Linked DNA regions of Triticum aestivum: region 2 is linked to region 1. Evidence: chromatin contacts called from public Hi-C data. All regions are on one chromosome and are shown on one strand. Each heading gives the region's core, a stretch centred on a gene start, on an enhancer-like site or on the middle of the called end of the contact. The rest is flanking DNA. Distances are from core to core; before and after follow the strand shown. Region 1 holds the start of LOC123093314. Region 2 holds the start of LOC123093315 (probable serine/threonine-protein kinase PBL3).

Region 1 (6,731 bases), core at 1,069-3,568:
ATTATTACTACTAGGCAAGATAGTAACCTTGACATTCACGAGCAATCTGTTCCCCACATAAAACCGTTTCGTGCTCTAAACAGGTAGCGTCAGGACGTGGAATTATATTACACATTTGAGTTGCAAGCTTGACCAAACACCAAAGAAGCCTAGGCTAAATTTGCTAAGCTGCTTCATGCTGTGATACCTCGACGGAGGGCAGTGGCAGCAGCTGGTCTTCAGGCCTTGATACAGCACTGGAAATAGCTCAGGAACCTCTTCCTTCCCTGCATCAACAAACAAATTCCTTCCAGGTCATTACATTATACATTACATGTAGCCATCAGCCAGGTGATACAGCAAGAATATATATAGTATGCCACAGCTGAAGCCTGAAGTTGAAGTAGTATAACTTTATGTTCCTTCTTTTTTTGCCAACTAGCTAACCAGGTTGTGCGACGGCGACGCCTCACAGGATTGCAGTTGTGAAATGTTGTTTGCGAAACTATGTTGGATGAAGGTTCGGTGTCAATCAAGCTGTACGTACAAGGCCGTTGATAACTAATTCTCGGTGTCCTCAATCCTATTTTTGCCACTTCTCATCATACATTTCATTTCATACCTGCAACCTAAAGGGAAATTAGCCTACCGACTGACTCGACCCATTATTAGTTCATTCTAATCATCTATCGTCAGCTAGGATTCCTAACATAATTAACTGGATGTCCCATGGACAAGGACATACTCATGTCATTCATCGCTTTATCGGTACAGCCTTTCAGAGGCATACATATATCGAGTAGTAATATATGATTAGGAAAATGAGATGATTTGTCCTTGCCAATCAGCCGTGAGTTGTGACAAAGCACTAGATGCAAATGGTTGGAGACTTGGAGTGGCCGGTGCTACGGGTTGATATATCTGCCGACCTACCTATATCAGCTGAACCGACTCCACTCATTGTCGATGCAGCTGCGGGTAGACGCCATGAACATTGCATAGGGCCCATGATAATCATCTAAACTTGCTTAATCATACACTACTACCCCTGAAACAGAGGGGGCGGTTCGACTTTTCGGTGTTGTACTTGTTTTCTCCGGTTCATCGTAACAGGCTTTGCACTTGCAGCTCAGAAGAGCCATCAGATAAATGCAGAGTAACAGAATGGCTATCAGCATGTTCTACGCTGTGATACACAGTCAGGTTCACTCGTTTGTACTTTCTTTTCCTAGCACTTCTTTGAAGTACTTGCACATGAAAACAGGTGAGTAAATAGCCAGTACTTGTGGAATTTACTGTGCTGTGTTCCACCGTCCACGGTCAAATATCAGTGCGTTGGAATACGAGTTTGACCCAGCAGAACCCCATGGCTGCTGCTGTTCAACAAGCAAAGAATATTATACTGCTCCTAAGCAGCGCCGCTTATACTGAAAGTATACTAGCTACCGCAGAAAGTCCTAGTCTTTATGCTACTAGTTCCGGGTCAGATAAGAACAGCCGAATCGAAATGGAGAAAAGTTTCTTTTTCTTCCTTTTCCACAATGGAGAAAAGTTGTGGACACGGGGATCCTCTTTTGACCGTTGGGCGGCGGCGAATCCATGACTTGTCAAACTAGCAATCCGAATAGTAAGCAGAAGGGAGGGAAGGCGAGGTTGCTTACGGTGGGCGAGTGGTCGCGGCCGTGGAGCGGGCCGTGGTCTTTGGCCGGAGCGCCGAGCTTGGTGGGCTGGGGAGCCTTGGCGGGCTGCTGCTGGTGCTGCTGCTGCTTGTGGTGGGCGAGGAGGTCGTCGTCGCCGCCGAGGCTGGCGCGGGAGAGCTCCTTCTTGTTCTGCTTGCGCATCTCCCGGATCTTGGAGAAGTCCATGGAGTAGTCCGGCATGGCGCCGTTCTTCATGTCCCAGTCCCCGAACGCCGGCACCGTCATCCACGCGGTCGCCCCCTCCCCCTGCACCCACACGCACGCATCGAAATTAATCTTCTAACAAACCAGATCGCGAACAAGAAGAAGCATCCATGGATGAACAGCAGGAGGATTCGATCTCTCCGGCACGAAAGCCGGAAGGATCCGTTGGGGGGGGTGGGAATTGGGCTCACCTCCTTGTGGTTGTCCTTCTCCATGGATGATCTCTCGGAGACGCACGCACGCACCGCTGATATTTTCTTGTGCCGCTGGAGCAGTGGAGCAGATTTGGAAGCTAAGCAAGAAAAGCTAGCTAGATGGAGCACCACAGCACAGTGCGGGACTTGTCTAGCTTGGATCGGATGAGATGAGAGGGGTGGTACAAAACTACAAGGGAGATGTGTGTGGACAGTGACTGGGCAGAGGAAGGAGATCGACGGGGCTGTACTTATATAGGTTGACGGCCAGAGAAAATTCACACCCACACAGCTGGTAATCAATCAGCTGACGCCGGGCGCCCACCACGGCCAAACCTCAGGGCTTAACTAACCCCTCCACTAATCATTGCTGTCTAAACGTAATTTGGACTGCGATTAGGCGGCCGCCGGAGACGTCGTGGATGTGGTACTACTGCCCGTTGTGTCGTGCAGCACGCACGCGTGACGCGTCTGCCGTCTGAGGGAGGACACAGCTGGTGGCACGTCGACGTATTGATGGGGCGTGTGGTGCTCTGGGCCCGCCGGCCAGTGGCGCCGCCCAGGTCCAGACCCAGACGTCCGTCCACTAGCTGGGAGCTTCACACGGCTTTGGGATAAGCTTTGCCCGTCTTTCTTTCTGGCCAGGGAGCACGAAAAGGCGGCGAGAAAGGTCGGCGGCTCCGTGTGTCCAGCTCACCGGAGACGGGGAGTTCGCCTCGTCTTTGCTGGCGTGGGTTGGGCGGCAGCTTGCAAAGAATGTGTGGTGGCGTAGTACGTTCGCTCTCGCACGTCGATTAGGGTTTAATGAGCTGGCGAGTTCTGAACTGGAGGGTTTGGAAGTCCGGTTCTGAATAACAAACGATTTCAGAGTAGTCATCCGACAGTTGCGGACCGAAATTGCTTCACGGACGACGGTTTATGCACGACCTGCGAACGGCACTTCCACCCCAACAGCGAGCCTCCTTGCATGGTCGCTCTTCACGCTGCCACGTAAGAATCGTTCAGGCATCGGCTGCATGTTCATCGTTTGTATAGCAACTTCCGTTGCGGACACCTGCCACTGATTCTGCTGTGGATTATAGTAGTGTGTGCTAGAGACTTCGCGGGCAAGGGATTCGGTTGCCAAGGCGATGGAGGTTTCGATAGTTGGGAACACAAGTTGCTCCGAGCGACTCAGATGTTATTGGCGTAAAACAAAGAGCAACTGCAATGGAACGATCCATTTCATCCGTCGCCGGCCGTTTGGGTCGGCGCGGACACAAAAAACAGCCCAACGCGCCGATCTAAACGGACGCGCGTCCGATTTTTGTTTACGGGCGACTCATTTCCGGTTCATTTTTGAGCTTGATTTACGTCGGCGCGACACGCGATGGACGCGCGCACGCAGGCCTTCTTCTCATCCGGACTCGCTGGTCGGTGGCACATTGGTCTTCTCTCATCCAACATCAACCCTCGCCCACCTCCTTCGTCGCCTACGCCGTCGCCCATTTTTGTCGGTGACTCTGTCAGCTGCCGGCGTCTCCACATCCGCTCAGCAACGCCGCCCACTCCCACGTCGCCCGCCACCGCCGTCTTGTCGCCGGGGAGCCGACTGTTTCCCACCCCCGCGCCCCCACCACACAGCCGACCCGACCAAGAAGCCGCCTCGCCGCCCGGTCAGATCCTCACCGGTACACTCTCGGACGCCGGCCCACTCGTCGGACGCCGGCAGGGCAGCTAGCTGATCCGTGCGCGTCGCGACTCCCTTCGCCGGCTATCTCCTTCATCGACGCCCGCAAACTGTTCGATAGTTTGTCAAGGTATAAAATGGACTCCGTCGATGAGTTTCTTTTTCACAATTTCCTTTGCGACTCCGACGATTCGTCGTCCGATGACTACGAGGAGATATTGGTTGCCGTGTTGGTCCATCACCACCTCAACAGCCAGCGGCCGTTGTTCCGTGGCTCCATTCCGGGCCACCTTCCGGCGTTGAATCGCAACCAAGAGAGCGGGCATTTCCTTCTTTGGAAGGACTATTTTGATACAACAAACCTGTTGTTCAAACATAAAAAATTCTGACGCCGTTTCCGTATGAGTAGGCATCTTTTCAACCGTATTCGAGAGGGGGTGGTCGGCTATGATACTATTTCGAGTGCAAAGAGGATGTCGTTGGCAAGATTGATTTTTTCTCTTATCAGAAATGCACTGCCGCCATCCGAATGCTTGCATACGGAGTGCCCGGTGATCTCATTGACGAGTACGTCCGTATGAGCGAGTCTACATGCCTAGAGTCCCTGTATAAGTTCTGCAAGGTTGTTATTGTTGTGTTTGACCCTAAGTACTTGAGAGAGCCGACAGCTGAAGATACAGCCTGTTTGTTAGCGATGAATGCCAGCAGGGGCTTCCCAGGGATGCTTGGTAGCATAGACTGCATGTACTGGGAGTGGAAGAACTGCCCTTCTGCTTGGCAAGGGCAGTATAAGGGCCATGTCAGGTCTTGCATTGTCATACTAAAGGCCGTGGCATCTCAAGATCTCTGGATCTGGCACTCTTTCTTTGGCATGGCCGGATCACACAATGATATCAACGTGCTTCAGCGCTTGCCAGTGTTTGCTAGGCTTGCCGAAGGCAACAGACCACTGGTGAACTTTACTGTCAATGGCCACAACTACAACAAAGGATACTACCTGGGTGACGGTATCTATCCTCAGTGGACCACTATTGTCAAGACAATACCCAACCCTGTTGGAGAGAAGAGGAAAAGATTTTTCCAAGAGCAAGAGAGTGCTAGGAAGGATGTCGAGCATGCCTTTGGTGTTTTCAATCTCAATGGGGCATCGTTCGGTATCCTGCTAATACCCGAAACACGCAAAAATTGTGGAAGGTGATGACTGCTTGTGTGATCATGCATAATATGATCGTAGAAGGCGAGCGCCTGGAACGTCTATACAATCAAGGGTTTCAGTTTCAGGGTGAGAATGTTGTGCCTGAGCATGGAGGAGCGGCAACATTTGAACAGTTCACCCAATTTCATCAAGACATGCGTGATTGAGAAACTCACGTGCAACTGTAAAATGATTTGGTTGAGCATATGTGGGCTCATGTTGGCAACTAATAGATGTATCTTCTTTTATTAGTTTGCAAAACTATGTGAGACATTTTTATTTTTATTCGGTTTGTAATAACTATGCTATTTTATTCGGTTTAAACTATGCAAATTCATCAATGCAAAATAGGGCGGCCAGCCGGCCACGCTGGCACATATGGGTCGGCGCATTGGGCGCGCTGCCGACCTATATCTAAAACAGGGCGGGCGCCGGGCGGGCGGCCGACCCAAATAGACAAAAAGTGGACGAAATCACCGTCCGTTTGGGTCACCCCATTGGATTTTCTCTAAATGACTTGTTCACGTCCATCACGCAAAGATCATTTGCAGCAACGAAGCAAAGCAGTCTATGAACAACATGTAGGAATGATCCGTAAAGTGTTTGCACTGATCAATAAGACCGATAATGATGTTCGGCGTTGCCCCACCCATGCGGGGTGAGGCTGGGTCCGCCCTGTCAGCGTCGTTTGCACTATGTCGGGTTGTTTGGCTCGCGCAGGCGCTGGCCCGAGATTTCTGCCTGCTTGCCTAGTCAGTTGCCCTGCTGGGAAGGCTGGGTCGCGCTGCTAGTGTCCTTCGCTCAAAGATGCGACGGACCTGTTTTACGAAGAAGGTGCACCGAGTACAGGGTCGATAGATACATCAAACTTCGTAGACCAATCGACACCGAGTCTGTTGTTTTCAAGGGTACCATTCTTCTCTCTCCTATTAGGCAAACTGATGTCGGATCATTCGCCTAGCATTAATGCCGAAAGAGCATGGTGCCGCATGGTTGGTTTTGATAATCGGTGACAATCCCTATGGACTAATGGTCGTCTTGAGTTATATTTGAAGGGTTTGTTCATAAGCATTGCTTGAAGATCATTTGTTGGTTTCAAGGTTATTAGAAGAAGATTATGTGTTGACCAAGGTGTTATTCAAGGATTTATCCAAAAATTGGTCATGTGAGAATTGAGGCTATTGCAAGCATGTCTTGAAGAAGAAGATTGTGTGAACATTCATGTTTACCTTCAAGACATCACCTTTATGAAGAGAGAAGATAAGATACAAGGTTGATCAAGACTAAGTACAAAGAGTGGATTCAAGTAAAAGATGTACCGAGTGGGTCAAGTGATCTCATGGTATGGTAAGCATTGTCCATTGCACTTTGTGTACTAACCCATGATCTTTGTGAAGTTTCTTTATAGGGTTAGGTGTATTTTCATGGGCTTGCATCAAGACGAAGATCTCATATAACCCATGAAGTATGGCATCAAGTGGTGATTGTCATCGAGGTTGTGTTATGCAAGTTCAAGTGGAGCATCGTGAAGAGATCTCGTGCTTGAAGCTTGCCATCCATTGTGGTGAAAATAGACATGTGAAGATGTGCCGAAGATAGGCTCACCCATAGTGGAGTATGGGGGATAAATCTACTAGTATTCATTGATCCAACACAATTAAGAAAGGTGATCTAACTTGAGGAGGACGAGATCGCCATCACCTAGCTCAAATGGACTATGTGCAAGGCAAAGGTTTCTCATTGATATGTTTTCTACTTTACCGGTATCATAGTGTTAGTCGGGAGACCGG
Region 2 (5,930 bases), core at 1,600-4,099, 490 kb after region 1:
CCATGACAAAGGATCAGCACCTCCTAAAAGAATACAAACATTATTGGTTACTTGATAGTTGACACATGAATATTAAAGACGTCAGAAATAAATGATTTAGCAATAAAACCCATATGGATTAAAGAACATACTTCTGAACAGATGATTCTCCAAACTTCCCTTGGGCATGAACTCATACACCAGAAGTCTGTTATCACCATCAGAGCAATAACCAATGAGCTTAACAAGATTGGCATGGTGAAGTTGGCCAAGGTAGTTAACCTCCGTCTGAGCAGGAAAATCAACCATCAGGAAACATGAAAAATAGCCAGAGGAAAGTAGAAAATTATTGGTAAGGAGTCTTGAACCTACCAGCCATTCCTTGTGCCCTTGGAAACCTTCTGGTTTAAGCTTCTTGACAGCAACAACCATACCGCTTCCCGGTTTCGAAGGAGCAAGAGTGTGTTCATCAATCCAACCTTTGAAAACATGCCCAAACCCTCCTTCCCCAAGAAGACTGTCCGGGCGGAAATTCTTGGTCGCATTTTTAAGATCATTGAACAAGAAGGCCTTCAAGTTCGACGATGACAAGATTTCACCTTCTGTCCGGGGAGGCTCACTGCGATCTCTTATAGATGGCAGAGTAAACGTTGAACGAGTTGAGTTGGTCTTGCTCGCAGAAGTAGCAGATGACATGCTTGTTTTGCTGGTCACTTTCGATGGATCTGATGGCCCAACAAGAAACAAAGGAAATGTGTGTAAGAACAAATTGGCAACAATAACATCTTCAGGTTTACAATGAAACTGAAGATATGAACTGAAGGAGCTCTCTGCTATCTGAAATTCCGAATTAAATAAGTTCCGTTTTATTTACTCTCGGGTAATTTGAAGTATACGAGACCTAAGAAGAAATTAATGTTCTTATCCATGCAGCATGGCATGTTCTGAAATAAGAAAGGGGGACAAAAATAGGAGGAAATTGACTATTTATTATTAAGTTCGTCGGAATTTGATTATAACTACAAAGTTCATTTTTTCTTGACAAAACGTTAACCAGGGACTGGAGCGTAAGAGATGATTAGTGCTAAGGGAAAATGAAAAAGATCCCACGTGTACACAGGTCGTATACATATCGATTACTACACACGGAACACATACTGATGGATCACTCCACGAGAGAGAAAAAAAATCATGGAGCAGGAAAGGAAAAAAAATGTGTTAGGATCCTTAGGTGCTAGATGTCGCGATTCTATTTTTCTGTAGGATTTGCTACGATCCTTTCTTAGGTGCAACGATTTTCATTGTGTTTTTTTATTATTGACAATGGAGAGATTAGAAACAGCGTCGAAGAATTGTGAGCGGCTAGCGCACCAGATGATGAATTCGTCGCATAGGGTTGAGGAGGCGGCCGCGCTGCCTGATGAGTTGCGACGGCTAGGTATAGATGGAGGTGTGGACCGATGTAGATAGTTATGGGCCGATCATGGAGAGATTAGAAACAGCGTCGAAGAATTGTGAGCGGCTAGCGCACCAGATGATGAATTCATCGCATAGGGTTGAGGAGGCGGCCGCGCTGCCTGATGAGTTGCGACGGCTAGGTATAGATGGAGGCGTGGATCGATGTAGATAGTTATGGGCCGATCACTATCCTTATACTTGTACATGTATACGACGTGTGTACGCGGGATCTTCTTCTTTTTCATTAGCACTAATCATCTCTCACAATCTAGTCCCTAGACATTTTTTGTCAAGAAGAAATCAACTTTGTAGTTTTAATCAAACTCCGACGAACTTAATAATAAATAGTCAATTTCCTCCAAAAATAGAGGCGAAGGTGCACCAGAGGAACGAAGTAGGTAAAAACTAGTGACTGAAATAGAAGTGTAAGATGCATAACATGGTATCCATATTTGCCCCAGATATGGTACGCCTCTCAATTCAACACAAAGCAAATCAAAGAACTGCAAATAATCAAAACAGCCAAAGCAATCGAACAAAAAAGATGCAGGTAAGTAGAAACTGACAAATACATACTACTCCCTCTGTAAAGAAATATAAGAGCGTTTATAGATCACTAAAGTTGTGATCTAAACGCTCTTATATCTCTTTACAGAGTGAGTTCAAAACATAATTAGGGGCAAGTAGTAAGAGAGGCACTCACAGGCGGCACTAGTGTTCATGCTGTGATCCACCCGGGCCGTGGACTTCATGCAGTTCCCCATCTCTTCCTCTACCTCCCAGCTGACAGGATGAATGAGCTTCCTTTCCCGAAGATCCACAGGCGAACTCTGCTCCTCTTTCCCCCGTCCCGGGTCAAGTCAGCAAAGCCAGAGAGAGCTGGCCAGCGGCAACGGGAGGGATCAGGAGGAGCAGCCGCCGAAGACAACTGAGCTGAGCAGCCAACCCTAGAGTCCCAGCCGGTTTCTGGCGAGGCTTTTGGATCCAGCTGATCTCCGCCGCCACTTGAAGGAGGGGGTGAGACTGGAGAAAAATCCGCGAGGCCGTTGGCCGGCAGCCGCAACGCTAGGAGAGAAACGAGCGAGAAGCTTCAAAAAGTCAAGCAAATCCCCTCCGCCTCCTCCTCCTCCTCCGGGCTGACCGAATGGGGGAGAGTCAGTCGGGTCAACTGGAGGCGAGGCCGGCCAGCCAAGCCGCCGCGCCGTCACCAAGAACCGCACGGGGGGCAGGGGAGGGAGGCGGACGCGGTCGCTCGGGAGGGAGATGCTCTCTCGCTCGAGCTGGGGCTGAGAGGGAGTGGGAGGGGAGGGAGGAGGAGCAACGGAAGTAGCAGCAGGTTGCTGCCGGCAGCCACCGACCGGCTGGGCTCAGGTGGGAACGGAGCTGCGAATGAGAGCGGCGGGTGGTGGGATCTTCCGCCCCTGTCTCTCTCTTCTACACGTTGGTGGCGGCAACTTTGCGTGCAGGACCTCGATATGTTTGAGTGTTCCATCTTTAGCCCCTGTGCAGAGAAGACCCGTCTGGATGTACGCTTGGATGGTGGTGGAAGTGAACTCTGAGATTGTACAGGGGGCTTTAAGCAAAAACAGAATGGTAGACCAGTCAATATGCTTTGCCATGAATTCGTTGTTGATTGCTACTTCTTCCTTAAAGCCAAAAGTATGCGATTCCAGTTGCTACACATAATTGGAAGAACCCAAGCATTAATAATTATTCTATTTATATGCAATTCCTATTGTACTCCATTTAGCCCATTAAAGCCAAAAGTATTGAATCTTTTTTCTTTATAAAACTGTTTTTTTTCAATGATAATTGTTTCAGCCCCACCGAATAAATGAAATTAGGATATTCAAATCAAATAGCAAAACCATTATTTCTATCGCTTACACCTAATCCCGAGTCGCACACGGGCCACTCAAAAGAAACCCTAGTCACGTGGCCGGTGGATCATATACCGCATCGATCTCCATTGGTTTTCCGCCTCACATATCGATTTTAATGCGATGCGCTTATTTTTTTTAATTTTTTTGCAATGTAGTCATTTGTATCATCTTTATAGTGTCAGTTCTTTTTTCTAAGTGCTCTTGCTAGTGTAATTCTTTTGCATTACCAAACTCCTAGAAGTGACTTCCCCAACGTGTACCATTTAAGCATAATCATGCACCTAGTCATTCTTTCTCTGCGCCGCCTTACCTATTTTCTTAGCTGTCGTATCTCCTCTGCTGATTGATCGCCGCCCTTCTCCTCCTCAGTTGGCTCTGTCAGTGGGAGAACGAGGGGATGCCCATATCTACCTGTGTGAGTCTTAGTTTTTCCTGTCTTGGGCTTGTGGTAAGTCTATGTCGCCCTTCGCTTCAGCCTTCCGGTGGTGGTGACTTATAGAAATATGCTCTAGAGGCAATAATAAAGTTGTTATTTTTTTTCATGTTCGCGATCAAGTTTATTTTCTATGCTAGAATTACATTGGTTCCTGAATATGGGATTTGTAGGAAAACTCAATTGCATATGTGAAATAATAAAGTCCAAACATATCCCTAGTCAGGCCTCTGGACTAGCTCATGTAGTGTTGATGGTCTTAATTTCCTGAGCATGAACATTGTTAATGTAACAAGGATGCCGATAATAATGAGAGCACATTGTTATAATAACAATGTTGTTGGATATGCCCACTTATGAAATACTGCGAGATCTTGACGTTTACTTGCGTCCTTATATCATAGACCCAGATACCGGATGGTTGATTCGGGGTCATAATATGTTATTACGTAACTTGGTAATTGTAAAGGTGATATGTCAAGACTGGAATTTGCCCCTCTGGTGATGGAGAGATAAACTCTGGGTCCACTGGGTATTACAATGTCCAACATCGCCTAACCAGGTATTGTGAGTAAAGAGTTAGCCACGGGATACCAGACTACGGAAACGAGGAAAGAGTACAAATCGGAAACAAGGATAACTAGGTATAGTGATCAAGGAGTTGATAACAAGAATGTTGTCAAAGTCTCACCTCGGGTTGTGTAACGTATCGCAAGGCAAAGATCTTCAATGATATATGGGAATCCTCATGGGTGTCCAGGTCCCGCTGATTATGGTTGAACGAAAGGTGTTCTAGACATGCCCACATATGCTCGAACCTATAGGTAGTGATAGAGCTTGACAAAGAATGTTAAAGAGGAAAAACAGAGTTGAGTGTACCAAGATGACAAATTGTACTTACACATTCAATAATCTTCAAGATTTAAGCCTAACAAGTAAGGGTATTCAAGAGGATTTTTCTAGACTAGGGCGGAGGGCAATAGCCCACCTTGGCCCTAAGGAAGCTCCGCCACTGTCTATAGGGTCGCACGCTTAACGTTAGCGACATTTAGTAATGCTACGATTTAATGAAGACTCGGAGAGAAAGGTTCAAAAAGTGTTTCGAGAGGTCCTAGTGTTTCGGTGATGTCCGAAAGTGTTTTGGAAGGTACCGCGGGTTCTAGAACTAGGTAAAAACTTCTAGAAAAGTCATGTTTCAAAAGGATCCTATCGAGGCCTTCCCCTTTGCGCGGGAGGGGGGGCAACACAACCTGGTTGGGCCAGGTAGGACGACCCCTTGAATTGGGGTTCGAGGCAAGCTAGATGGAGTCCTATTAGGACTCCCTGACGCGTGCAGGTGGGGCTCCTTTCCTTGGTCGGCCACCCCCTACCGGGCCACCTATATAAGGAGGGCCGATAGTGCACCAGGGAGACATCAAGCCCTTGGCCTAGCCCTCTTGCTGGCGGCGCCCTGTACCCTTCTAGTTGGCACCTTGCTCTTCCTCTAGATTAGATCTAGATTCTCTGCTGCTTCGTTGTGTTGGTCCACGAATTGATGTGCTACTTTGATACGTGTGGATACCTTGGAGGTGTCGTAATCTTCTACGCTAGATAGGGTGGATCTTCGCGGCTGAGAGGTATAACCTAGCCAATGGAATCAAAGGTCTTCATCGACAATGTCAACATGTCCATTGCACTGATGTATTCGTTAAGGGTATGGCTTTGTTACCCGCACCTTGATAGTGATCTTGGTTGGATCCTGCACGGTAAAAAAAAATTGTTTTCCCTAGCACATTCCCCTACATTGACAACGCGTGAGACGCTACAACCCACAACGTGATCGGATGAACAAGTAGGTCATGTTGTCCGTTGCTTCGGCTCTTATGGCGGTGGTGCGGAATAATTTCTCCTCCGGTTTCTTCTTCGGTTTTAGTAGTGGGTGCACCGTCAGATCTAGCGATAGGATTGTGGTCAACGCTGAGGGAGTTGGATGTGTCTTCGTCGGGCTGATGATGGTTTGACTGCATTGACATCAATTTTGTTATTCCATCTTCTTCTTCTTCTTCTTCTTCAGGTATTGTACCTTCTTTTGGAGAGGATGGAGGATTCCTTGAGGAGTGAATTGTACCTTTTTTTGGATTTCTCGTATTGTTGATGTTTGGTTAGTACACCGCCATAATTCATTCACACATATAAAT

Evidence for each region. Hi-C and Micro-C count contacts between places; a contact is called where the count stands out from the background.
Region 2: a contact with region 1 is called in a Hi-C map of leaf, with 4 times the contacts expected there. The contact joins the promoter of LOC123093315 here to the promoter of LOC123093314 in region 1. A contact is called at or near these places in 2 of 5 Hi-C or Micro-C datasets (both in leaf).

Annotation. Positions count from the first base shown.
Region 1 is chr4B:569,338,715-569,345,445 of IWGSC CS RefSeq v2.1, forward strand. LOC123093314 reads right to left here and starts at 2,319. Exons shown (of 3, transcript XM_044515240.1): 1 at 2,075-2,319; 2 at 1,641-1,925; 3 at 1-266. The coding sequence starts at 2,098. The coding sequence ends at 219.
Region 2 is chr4B:569,832,931-569,838,860 of IWGSC CS RefSeq v2.1, forward strand. It overlaps LOC123093315 (probable serine/threonine-protein kinase PBL3), which reads right to left and starts at 2,850. Exons shown (of 6, transcript XM_044515241.1): 1 at 2,141-2,850; 2 at 352-704; 3 at 132-267; 4 at 1-23. The coding sequence starts at 2,201.